Regions from separate parts of the Mus musculus genome. Here regions 2 and 3 are each linked to region 1. A link is a contact called in public HiChIP or PLAC-seq and Micro-C data. All regions are on one chromosome and are shown on one strand. The core of a region is the stretch at or near the end of the contact, and the rest is flanking DNA. Distances in the headings are between cores, read along the strand shown.

Region 1 (3,771 bases), core at 660-3,159:
AAGGTTATGGTCCTCAAATGCTGCCTCAGTCTTAGCAGGTGAAGCTGGGAGACTCATAGATCAGGTGATCAGAGACAAGCAGGCTGACCCCATCCCTCCTTGGCTACCAGGGATGTGTGGGCTGACCTGGGAAGTTTCTACCATCAGGAGCAGAGCTGATTATAAGTTAAGTGTGTTCCAATGTATATGCGTGTGTGTGTGTGTGTGTGTGTGTGTGTGTGTGTGTGTGTGTGTGTGTAGCACTTATACACACACGAGCACTCGATGACCTAAACTATCCTGAGGGATCCGAGCAAATACTACTCCTAGCTTTCTTTTTAGAAAGATGGGCTAAACTTGGTCATCGTGGAACATGCCTTCAATCTCAGCACTTACGAAGCACAGAAAGGAGGATTTCAAGGTCAAGGTGAACCTTGACCTGGGCTACATAACAAACCCTGACTCAGAAAACCCAAAGTCCCAAAAAAAAAAAAAAAAAAAAAAAAAACATAAAAGAGAGAGAGAGAAAAAGGGAAGAATTGGCTCGATAGGAGCAGCAGCGCCCTCCCCACAAAGGTGCCCGCCAGAAGGGAGGGCTCATTGACTGTGGTGGCGAGGCTCCCAGGGTCTGCTCTTCTCTCTGCTGTGTAGTATTTTCATCTTTGTGTGTAAGCCACTGTTTCCGAACTTGGATTCAGAACTATTCAAAAACTCAACTGTCAGCTTTTTTCCATGACCACTAGGTGGTGCCAAATCCCCGGTCGGTGTTCCACTTCAACTAGGAAACTAGAAGCGAAGCCCAAATGTAGAACAGAACTATACAATGAACAGGATGGGGGAGAAAAATGTCCTGAACCCTAAAGCCAGTCTTGGAGTCGTCGCAAAAGGAACCCCCTCAGTGGAAGCCCTTGCAGTAGGGTAGCCCCTCTTCCATGGTGCACGTTCCATAGGAGCTCCTGGTGCAGCCCACCTCTCTGACCCTGATCGCCCCGATTTCTCGTTCTCTGTGATTGGCTGCTCTCCCGCACAGGAAGTCGGAGCTGTTTACAGCTTCTACATCCACAAAGGGGCCTTTCCCCAGAGATGGCCAAAGGTAGCTCACTCATTGTGTTTACCAGGCTGACTGTAAAACTTTCAATACTAGCTGTCCTCTGGTGGCAGCCCCAGGGTGGCCGTGGGGCTTGGGGAGGTGGCTTCATTCACTGCCTTGGGGAAACTGACTTTCTGGGCAAGTTACTGAGAGAGGTCTTATCTGCAGCTTTCCCTTGCTCCCTCCCCCTGAGGTGAAATACCTTACCAACTCAAGTGTAAATAACAAAGACAAGAAGACAAGGTGGGGAGGGGTGCGGAGGGGTGGGGAGGGGTGGGGAGGGGTGGGGAGGGGTGCGGAGGGGTGGGGAGGGGTGGGGGTGGGGGGAGGGCGAGGCAGGTGGGAGCCTTCTCCTCCAGCACAAAGGGCCCGACTAACACTCCTACCACAACAGACAGATTACAGATTGGCAAGAGAAAAGCATAATCAATTTACTTAATGGCAGATTTATGGATGCCGTAGAGAATGAAGCCCTAAAGACTGTAGGGGAAATCCTTTAGGTTTCTGTTGCCTTTGGATGAGGGATGGACAGCCACATTGGAATGTGACTGAGTCGAGATCTGACCTAATGTGACAGATAGAGGGAACCTTCAAAACCTACAGCATCTCTTCCTTCCCACCCACTTGAGAGGCAAGGCACCTCCAGGTTCTAGGCTCTCTTGGGGACTCTAGGACTTTTGGTGGGAAGGGCAGGTTAGGTGACAGGACACAGAAAGACTAGACCCCAATGTTTTGGGAATCTTTCCTGGGTCACCCTGCCTGCCCTGTTAACTGTCCAAGGAAATTCCACCACAAGCCAGTCTCAGCAGGTGTTGAGGGCAAGGCTGAAAGCCCCTCCCTCCAGGAAGCTCTTTTGTCAGCTCAGCTGTGGTCACAAAGTAACCAGGTGGGCAAGTCTACTAGAGACAGCTCCACCTTACAGTTCTGGAGGCTGGGACCAAAAACAAGGCTAAGTAACTCTATGGATGACGGCCTGCAGGGCACACACAGCCCTGTAACCCCTTATTCCTTGTCTTAGTTAAGTGATAACCATAGCTTGTGTCTAAATAATCCAGCACAACTGATCCCTTGTCTAGTTGACACAAACGTCACTGTTAAGTCACCACCTTTCCTTTCTTTTTCACCCAAGACCACAGATCACATCAATATAAATATCACAATATAAAACATTCATAAACTTAAAAAGTCTGTCTTTTTACAAATACAGAAACTTGGGGCTGGAGAGTTGGCGCAGTGGTTAAGGGCACTGATGACTGCTCTTCCAGAGGTCCTGAGTTCAATTCCTAGCAACCACGTGGTGGCTCACAACCATCTGTAATGGGATCTGACACCCTCTTCTGGTGTGACTGAAGAGAGTGACAGTGTATTAAAAACAAACAAACCAACAAACAAAAAGCAAACAAACAAAAAAACAAATACAGAAACTTTAAAACTCACTCTGTTTAGAAGTCCAAAGTCTCTTTTAAAAGATAAATCAAAGATAAATACTTTCTTACTTCGAGAAGGAAGAACCAGGGCACACTCACAATCAGACCAAGGCAAAACCACTCCCCAACTGTGTAAGTAACTTAATGTCTAATGTCTGGGATTCACTCACAATTTTCTGGGGCCCCTCAAAGGGCTCGGTCACTTCTCCAGCTCCACCCTCTGCAGCACACACAGCTTGTCTTCTCAGCCTCTGTGGCTCTACTCCACCGCGGCTGTAGTTCTTGGTGGTCATCCTGTGGTACTGTCATCTCCAAAATGCTAGGGTCTTCTGCCGCAACTGGGCTGCACTCTCACCAATGACCTTTCCTGGTCTCTCACAGTGCTCTCCGTGACTCCTTCATGATTTCAAAATTGCTACCACCCGGGTAACTCTTCCATGACCAAATTGGGCCACCAAGATGAGGTACAACCTTGGCTACCTCTGGAACATAGCTTCAGCATACTGACTCTCAAGAAACACTTCCCAGATTTTGCCTCTCTGATACCAGTCTCTTCTTAGTCAGAAGAACTAAGTCACTGTTAATTTCTCAGCTCCAGCTGACGAGCATCCATTGCCCCAGACAAGCACAGGTTTTACTTCAGTGACTCTAGTCTCTTTTTTTTTTTTTAAGATTTATTTATTGATTATATGTAAGTACACTGTAGCTGTCTTCAGACAGTCCAAAAGAGGGAGTCAGATCTCGTTACAGATGGTTGTGAGCCACCATGTGGTTGCTGGGATTTGAACTCTGGACCTTTGGAAGAGCAGTCGGGTGCTCTTACCCACTGAGCCATCTCACCAGCCCTAGTCTCTTGTTAATCACAGCTAATTCTTCAGCTCCAGCTAACCAGAACCACAGACTCTTTACACAAATAGCCCAGTAGAGTCTTTGCTTCCCTATGAAACTTTACAAGCCAGGCCTCCATTGTCTGCGCTGCCTACAACATTCTTTTTTTTTTTTTTTTAAGATTTATTTATTGATTATATGTAAGTACACTGTAGCTGTCTTCAGACACTCCAGAAGAGGGAGTCAGATCTCGTTACGGATGGTTTCGAGCCACCATGTGGTTGCTGGGATTTGAACTCAGGACCTTTGGAAGAGCAGTTGGGTGCTCTTACCCACTGAGCCATCTCACCAGCCCCTGCCTACAACATTCTTAATCTTCCAAGCTCCCACAGAACAGCTCACTGAGCTCTCAACACTCAATGGCTTTTCTAAAGTTCCAAAGGCCTT
Region 2 (3,771 bases), core at 735-3,234, 200 kb after region 1:
TATATGTACGCAGGCTACACACTGCATAGGGCGTCCGTGAGCAGCACAGGCATGTGCTTTGCTAGTTAGAAGCACAACTGTTTCCCTCCCCAGACTGCTCAGCACAAGACTCTCAGTGCCATGGGCGTCTGTTATTTATTCATTTCTCCAAGGCCTGAAGCTGGAGCATAGCACTTAACTCAAGCGTCACTTGCTGAACAGCTTAAGGCCTTGGGTCCTTGTGCCAAGCACAGGCATGCAAATCAAAAGCACTCAGTGCCCCCAGGTTTGCTGTCATGGAAGTGGCCGTGCCCTGGCCTGGCTGCCGCTGCCTTTCAGATCTTGTTCTGATCCTTGTCAGTATTTTTACTGAGCATCTCCTGACCGTGTGGATCCTCTACAAGAATATTATCTCTTTTTGCAAATTTCACAACCCAGTGAACCATAATTCTCTGTTTCTCACAAATGCTTTGTTCTCCACTTCTTAAAAAGCTGGACAAAGTATTCTGAGAATGTTCTAGTAACTTTGTCATGGTCCCTAATGGATTCAAAGAGAATAGAAACATGGTTCATGTAATTTATTTATATAGTAGCAGTGACCCTCAACGTTGGGACTCTTGCTTTTGACTCCCACAAGATAAAATGATCCTCTAGGCAGGAAAAAAGCCTGCTTTAAATACCATCAGGCAACTAAGTGCACTGTGAAGATTTTAACACTAAGGAATCAGATATTAGAACGAGGGTGGGCTCACTACAAACATTTCTTCCCATTTACCAACAAGCCACTCAGGATGCTGGGGAGTTAATGTGTTTGCATAGCCATGGGGTCCTTACCCTAGTGCCCCACGTGAGGTTTTTATAAGACACTGTGTAAAACGGTGCAGCACTGGTCATCTGGTTGATCACAGGCAAATAAGATGAAGGATTCCTCATGAACTGACTTCAGTGGTAATCTGCCCGCCTATCAAAAGGTTCAAATTTCTCTGTTTTGAGTAGCATGCTGCCATGGAAAAGATATGACACAGGAATCAAGGAGACCATATTCAAATTCCTCTCACCTTTTGGCCCTGTGACTGACCAAATGAACCTGTGTCAAATCAATCATCTCTAGAGTGATGTGACATGGCAGGTAACTTGTGTGAGATATCTGACAAGTTGCGCACAAGAGAGTCAAACTGGTTAACTACAGAAACCAGCCCTTTATACACTGTGACAACTGGGGGTTCCTTCAGCAAATCTGTCCTGTGATAACCAGAACTCCAGCAAGTCTGTCATGTGTTTTTGAATAGTTACACCGAGGACACAGTGATTCTATTTCATGCCACCAGGCCTTTCTAAACCCAAGTCACTGCGGAGGGAAACAGGAGGCCAGGACCTTTGGAGTGGGGGTAGAATAATGGTGGAGAGAGGCCTCTCAGTAAAGCAGTCCACTGATGGTCTCAAGGACCATGTCCGACAGAGGACAACAACATGGAGGACAGTATGGATTCCTTTGGGTTTAGTTCCTTATAGGCAATATGAAGAAATAGGGTGAGAGGCTCATGTGGCTCTTTTAGCTCTAAATCACAAACACAGAGCAGCTATATTAAAGTTAACCCTGCAAAAATGGTCCTCCTAGGTCTCCAAAGACCATGGCACCGAACAAAGGAAGAATATTCACAACTGGTTGGGAAGCCTAATATTTCTACCATGTATGCTTTAGGGAAATTATCTTATTTTCTGGAAAACTTTTTTTCTTTTGGTTCTACTGTAATCTCATAAAGTATTTATATAATCTTATTTTCAGGGGGTTTTAATTTTTACAATAAAACTCCAGCTGAGTTGAAATTAAACATTCAAGCCCAAAGAATTTTGTGTTCCAGGCAAAAAATTTAAAGACCACTGAGGCAGTTTAAAAGCAGAAATACTGGGGAAAAATGCCGCAGGCAACAAAGGAAGTATGTAGAAGCCTGAAATCAAACCAGTGTCAGAGCTGCCTGGTCAAGCTGGGTCACATGGTGCTGGCGCTGCAGAAACCCCTCCCCCCAGGCCCTCACAGGCAGGAGAAACTGGCTTTCTCTGCGCACAAAGGAAGCCCAACAGCAGGAAAACATGGCGGGAGTTTGGTACCTTGTAGCTAATGGACACAGGGTGTAGCCAGCATCGAGGGTTGTCAGTGCTATGAACACAAGTCTGTGTTTTTCTAAAGATATGGGATTTGAGGAGAATCTGCCAGTTTCCCAGGTACAGGGAATCACTCTCAAAAACAATTATGGCGTGGGACTCTACAGCCAGAGCAGGAAGTTCCTTTTCACCAGTGACTCATGTGGTCTGACTGCTTGTGAATCATCATCATTTTAAAATCACTCTAAAGACCTGACAGCAACGATTCACTCCCCTGGTTACCACAGAGCCCCCTGGGAACACACCGCTGCTGTAGCAGCCTGGGTCACCAATGTTCAGCCTGCAGTAACTGTGTGCTTCTCCTGCAGGCCTACTGTGACATGGACGTGGGTGGAGGAGGGTGGACAGTCATCCAACACCGAGAAGATGGCAGTGTGGACTTCCAGAGGACGTGGAAAGAATACAAAGAGGTAAGGAAGTATGCACTAAGATAAGAAAGTACTTTCCTTTGGGAAAGCCAATTTCCCAAGTTCTTCAGAACTTTGAATTAACACAAATTCAGAACTGACCGATGGCTTCTGAAGAAGTTACTTATGATATGATTCTTTGTGCCCAGCCGTTTCTCTCTCTCTCTTAAAAAACATCGTAGTCAAAGGAACTGAAACGTAATACAGAGCACACTGGGTAAGCTGCTCTGTTGTCAGGCTTCCACAGCATAAATGTCACTACTATGGATACGGTTCATGGTACCCAGGTTGGTTCTGGCTGTTCCCAACAACAGCATCTCTGTTCATGGTTATCCCAGTAGCTTTAGCTATGTAACAGTTATATTTCTAAGAACAGCTCAGGTCCTTAAAACTGACTTAAAGAAAATCTATTTCCTGTGCTGGCATAAGATCCTTGCTGGGCAAGTGTGGGGACTTGATTTCGAATCCCCAGAACCCGTATAAGGCTGAACACATTAGCTCTCATCTGTAATCCTATGACAAGGGGAGACAAGGACAAGTGACTCCCCAGACCCCTGTGGGCCAGCTGGTCTTAGAATAACACAGTGGTGAAAGGGAAGCCTGCCCCAAATAAGGCAGAGAGTACAGCTAACATCCACGGTGCTGGTGACATCGCAGGCCCATGGTGGCATGTATTTACGACTCCTCTTCTATCTCTCAAAATTAAATAAAAAAAAAACAAAATCTTTTTCTGTGTGCAAGACCTTGCATTTGTACAGCCCAGGGCTAGGAGTACCATCCTCTCACCTAAGATGGTACTAAGGTGATGGATTCCAAACACAAGAACAAACAGCTGACTGACTCTACTCTCTCGGTTGCAGGGCTTCGGGAGCCCTCTGGGAGAGTACTGGCTGGGCAATGAGTTTGTCTCCCAGCTGACCGGTCAGCACCGCTACGTGCTTAAGATCCAGCTGAAGGACTGGGAAGGCAACGAGGCGCATTCGCTGTATGATCACTTCTACCTCGCTGGTGAAGAGTCCAACTACAGGTAAGCAAGTTGTCATGGAGCCACGACTGGGTCACACGGAACTGCTGCTTCTCGGGGGCATCACCGTCTCTCAGTTCCTCTAGTTTCAAAATCCTAGCTTTGGCTAGAGATGTTAACTCACTGGAGTAGCACTTGCCTAGCATGGTCAAGACCCTAAACCAGTCCCTAGGACTGAAAGATGAACAGATAGATCAC
Region 3 (3,771 bases), core at 578-3,077, 130 kb after region 1:
CTAGTGTGGGTAGGGAGAAAGAAGGGAAGAGCTGTAACTGGCAGAGAGCAGGGTCAGAAAGCACTTCAAATGCCACATACTCTGGCATGACCTTGAACCTGCCAACAAGAGGAAATTTAGCAGCAGGGTGGAATTTGATGGTGTCTGTTTTCTAAGACACATTTAAAGGACCAATAAAAGCAGAGTCAGGCATACAGAAAGCAAAAGGCAGTGATCCTCATATATAATGGGATATACATGAAGAACAAAGGTTTTGGACTCTGACAAGGGACTGAGGTGCATATTTTACATACCAAAGCAGACCTGGCCCCAAGGTTGCCTGGCATCCCTCAGTCCCTAATTAGCATACATAATTAGCATACCTAATTAGCATATAATATCTTATATAGATAAAGGATATTTGGTGCCTCTCTCTTCTCCACTTCTCTCTCTGTGTGTATGCTCCGCCCCCTCTGTTTCTCCATAGTGACTTTCCTGGCCTTAGATCTTGGGGGCCAGTGAACTCACCTATCTTTATGAGAGAGCAGAGTCTCAATAAATCTGCATTTAATATAACCTACTTTGCTTTGAATTGGCTCATTTCACCTGCAGAGAGATAATCTCTCAAGTATCACCAGGAAGGTGCCCTCATGCCAGGTAGTGAATGAAGCCCCACCCTGCTGGCGCTGGCTCTTAGCCCTTAGGCAGTTAGTTAATGCCTGATCTGTGGGATCTGCGCATGCTCCTTCCTGAGGCACGACTCTGCCTTGTCACCTGTCTCCACACAGGCTTGGTTACTAGCCGTGAACTGGTCACCAGCCTCACATCCTGCAGGATACACAGCAATTCAGATAGGACCTGGGTCCTGCCTTCCCTTATCCCCGCCCCCCCGCCCTCCCTCCCTCCTCTCCATCGGATCCCATCCCAGCACTTCACTCAAGTGCTACCAGGAGCAGTCACTTGACAGAAAACTCACAGGTATTTAATACACCCACCATGTGGTGCCAGGGTGGCTGGAGATTTTTACACATCTCAAAGCACCATCTAGACCCGAGTTTTCAGACAGAAACAAAAAACAAGACAGAAACTCAATGATTTCTGCATATGAAACAAAACGGTGTCAGTCAGCCCGAGATATTTCTCAAACTTTTTAATGCTGTGGGTCTATCATTCAGTTCCCGTGGCCAAAAGCCAATAGAAAACAGAGAAACAAACCACAGCGCTTCTCATCTTGATTGTCTCTATACGATTCCCTGATTCCCCAGAGCGACAGTTACCATTTCAGGCAGATTCTCATTTTATTTCACGTTTCCTTGTTTTGTAAGTTGATAAGTACAAAAAAAGTATCAATATGGTTAAGGGGAGGCTGCCCGACCTGCTCTGTTTAATCCTCATAGCTTATCTTTAAAAAATGTACACAACCTGTACATTTTTTTAAAAAATTACACAATCTTTTTAAAGCTCTGTGTCATTTCCTACCCCACCTGACCCTCGTGACTCTGCAAAAAAGAAAAAACAAACCAGAAGATAAAAGTCAGCGCAGGGAAAGCTACCAGTGGCGCTGCCAACAGCAGATGACTCAAGCGGCACCTGAGAATTTGTTGTGCTTGTGTGTTCTGAGGCTCCGAACTTCCTGCTTCAATAAAATACCAAACAAGTTGTGCTTCCTTCACAAATAAGCTATTACATCAAGCCCTGTTCCTATAATTTCACGGTTTTGTCTCCATTCCAACATTTTCTTTGGCAAATGTAGAAACATTCTAATTAAAGTGTGCAGGAAAACAAGAGTCACCCAGCGCGGGAAGACCACGCAAAGGCACATTCGCGCCTTTCTCGCTTACGCTGTGCTCAGCTCTGCTTTAAAACAGTTGGGGACGGCGACACGCAGTCCCTGACTAATTCCTAGGTAATGGTTTGAAGAAGCCCTGAGTCACTTGGGAAAAAATTCCAAAGGTATCAATAATTCCTGTCACAAGCTTCGCATTCCTGAAGAATATCCTTCCGTCTGCCCTAGGAGGAAGGCATTCCTCTTAGGTCAACACGTAACATCAAGGTTTCTTTTTAAGATATTGAAACGAGGAAGAGGCCTTCCTATTTATATGACTGCGGAAGTGGGTTGGAAGCCAAGTTGAAAGGACAGCCTCATTTCCCAGGAGCTCTTTACATTTTCGCTTTTATGAAGACCTTTAAAAGCCCCACTTGTATTTACTTTGAGAAATATCAGCCGGGCGTGGTGGCGCAATATCATCTAAATAGGGCCAGGGGTGGGGTGGGGTATAAAATACATAGCTTAAGTAGCTAGAAGCCAGCAGCACTGTACCCCATTCTCTCTGTCCCCAGCTAAGCAGGGGCAATTGTGCATTTTGCTTTTCGGTCATAAAGCACCGTGCTGTGCGATGCTGTCCTCCAAGCATAACAGCTATTTTAACCAGAGAGATTGTGACCACTCACAAGAGAACCTCAAGGTTCTAGCATTGACATTACCAACAAGAAGGAAGCAGTGGGAAGGGTTATGGGACCCGTACCTGAGAGTTCCACTTGTCCCTCTGGTGTCTAGCTCCCAGCCTGTTTAATTCTGCCCCGGCTGCACATGGTCTCCTGGTCTTCGGAAGTGGTAGCTAGCATACACAGAGGGCTAAGTGAGTGTATGAGAGCTCCACACATGTGTCTATGCAGCTACATGTCATCCATATGGAGCATCCATGCTAGACTGAGACTTTCTGGGGATGTAGCTGACTTGGGGTTACCCACATTTCTTTTAAGCAAGGGCAGTCATTCTATTGGTCCTCCAAGCTGGACTTGAGTGGTATCCTCTCATCACTTGGGCCTGATTGGTGGCCTGTCTGGGAGATAAATATGTTTCTGTTCACATCTCCCCAGGCAGAGTTTGTACAACACACTGTATTTTGCAAAGTCACAAGCTAAATCACATTTGATGGGTAAGCCACAGCTGGGGCTGTCTCTAAGGAGTCTGACCACATTCTCCAAGTGCTGGTTACCTCTTAGTTCTACAGAGCAGAGGGGCACCCACAGTAAGGTCACACTCTCACATGCTTCTCAGATGATGGATTATGGTGGCTGATACTACTGCTGTCCTGAGGTCACTGACAAGCCATGTTTCACCTACATGCCCCAATGTCTTCAGCTGAATAGCAAGAGATGAGGTTTCATCTTCTTCTCTTGCATGGGAAGCTGAAATGGTCTTCCAGAGGCTTCCTCACTCAAGGGAGAACTCTGCTTTACACTGTCAAGGGCGCTCTCCAGGGACATTCACCTTACAGCTATCGGCCATTCTCCTGGCAAGAGTCAGGGGGAGGAATGGAGGCACAGGGTGGGGGTGCAGGAGCTGGTCCACACTCTTCCTGGGCCCTCAGCTCTGACACTCTTGTTCTGTACTGGGGCTCTGCTGCTGTCCCTTCCAAGAGCTACACTACAGACACCCTTTCCCAACCCCGGCTCATCAAGTGGACCTTTGGAAAGCTTTGTCTTGGGAAGGGTCCCACTGAGGGTCTTGACTGGGCCTCATGTTGGTCACTCTTATGTCCATTCCTCATAGTTGTGTTTATGGTGCATGTGGGGGATCCTCCCTTCATTGAGGGGGCTCTGAAATACTGAGATAATGTTGATTTAAAAGGATGAGATCATTCTGGAAAGAGGCTACCTAACTCAATGCACACTGATTAGGAGATGGCTCTACATCATGTGTGTTGCCGGAGTAGGAGAGTGCAGAGTCCAAAACCCAAGAGTTTGCTTTTTGTTTCCCAGGGGCTTACAGTTTAGAGAGACAGGTGC

Evidence for each region. Hi-C and Micro-C count contacts between places; a contact is called where the count stands out from the background. HiChIP or PLAC-seq counts read pairs in DNA pulled down with a chosen protein or histone mark.
Region 2: a contact with region 1 is called in an H3K27ac HiChIP or PLAC-seq map of embryonic stem cells, with 5 read pairs. The contact joins two enhancer-like sites. A contact is called at or near these places in 1 of 484 Hi-C or Micro-C datasets (embryonic stem cells), 1 of 115 datasets of contacts at active chromatin or transcription factors (embryonic stem cells) and 3 of 9 other capture datasets (adipose tissue, liver and pancreatic islet).
Region 3: a contact with region 1 is called in a Micro-C map of trophoblast stem cells, with 2.1 times the contacts expected there. The contact joins two enhancer-like sites. A contact is called at or near these places in 30 of 484 Hi-C or Micro-C datasets (the Ba/F3 cell line, the G1E-ER4 cell line, the HL-1 cell line and 22 more), 7 of 115 datasets of contacts at active chromatin or transcription factors (bone marrow-derived dendritic cells, bone marrow-derived macrophages, double positive thymocytes and 4 more) and 1 of 9 other capture datasets (embryonic stem cells).

What each region holds. Positions count from the first base shown.
Region 1 is chr8:18,896,304-18,900,074 of GRCm38.p6, reverse strand. The region is part of intron 1 of Gm35934 (a long non-coding RNA gene); the gene reads left to right. Among named protein-coding and RNA genes, the nearest start is that of Gm35934, 4.1 kb to the left of the region's middle. Within about 2 kb of position 1,909, at least 35 of the 459 cell types and tissues checked have an H3K27ac peak or open chromatin away from gene starts, as enhancers often do. A contact at or near this core is called in the G1E-ER4 cell line, embryonic stem cells and trophoblast stem cells, where this site is marked.
Region 2 is chr8:18,697,849-18,701,619 of GRCm38.p6, reverse strand. The region is part of intron 12 of Mcph1 (microcephaly, primary autosomal recessive 1); the gene reads right to left. Angpt2 (angiopoietin 2) reads left to right here. Exons shown (of 9, transcript NM_007426.4): 6 at 2,451-2,552; 7 at 3,410-3,576. Among named protein-coding and RNA genes, the nearest start is that of Angpt2, 42 kb to the left of the region's middle. Within about 2 kb of position 1,984, at least 80 of the 459 cell types and tissues checked have an H3K27ac peak or open chromatin away from gene starts, as enhancers often do. A contact at or near this core is called in embryonic stem cells, where this site is marked.
Region 3 is chr8:18,765,962-18,769,732 of GRCm38.p6, reverse strand. All of the region lies in intron 12 of Mcph1 (microcephaly, primary autosomal recessive 1), which reads right to left. Among named protein-coding and RNA genes, the nearest start is that of Angpt2, 26 kb to the right of the region's middle. Within about 2 kb of position 1,827, at least 61 of the 459 cell types and tissues checked have an H3K27ac peak or open chromatin away from gene starts, as enhancers often do. A contact at or near this core is called in the G1E-ER4 cell line and trophoblast stem cells, where this site is marked.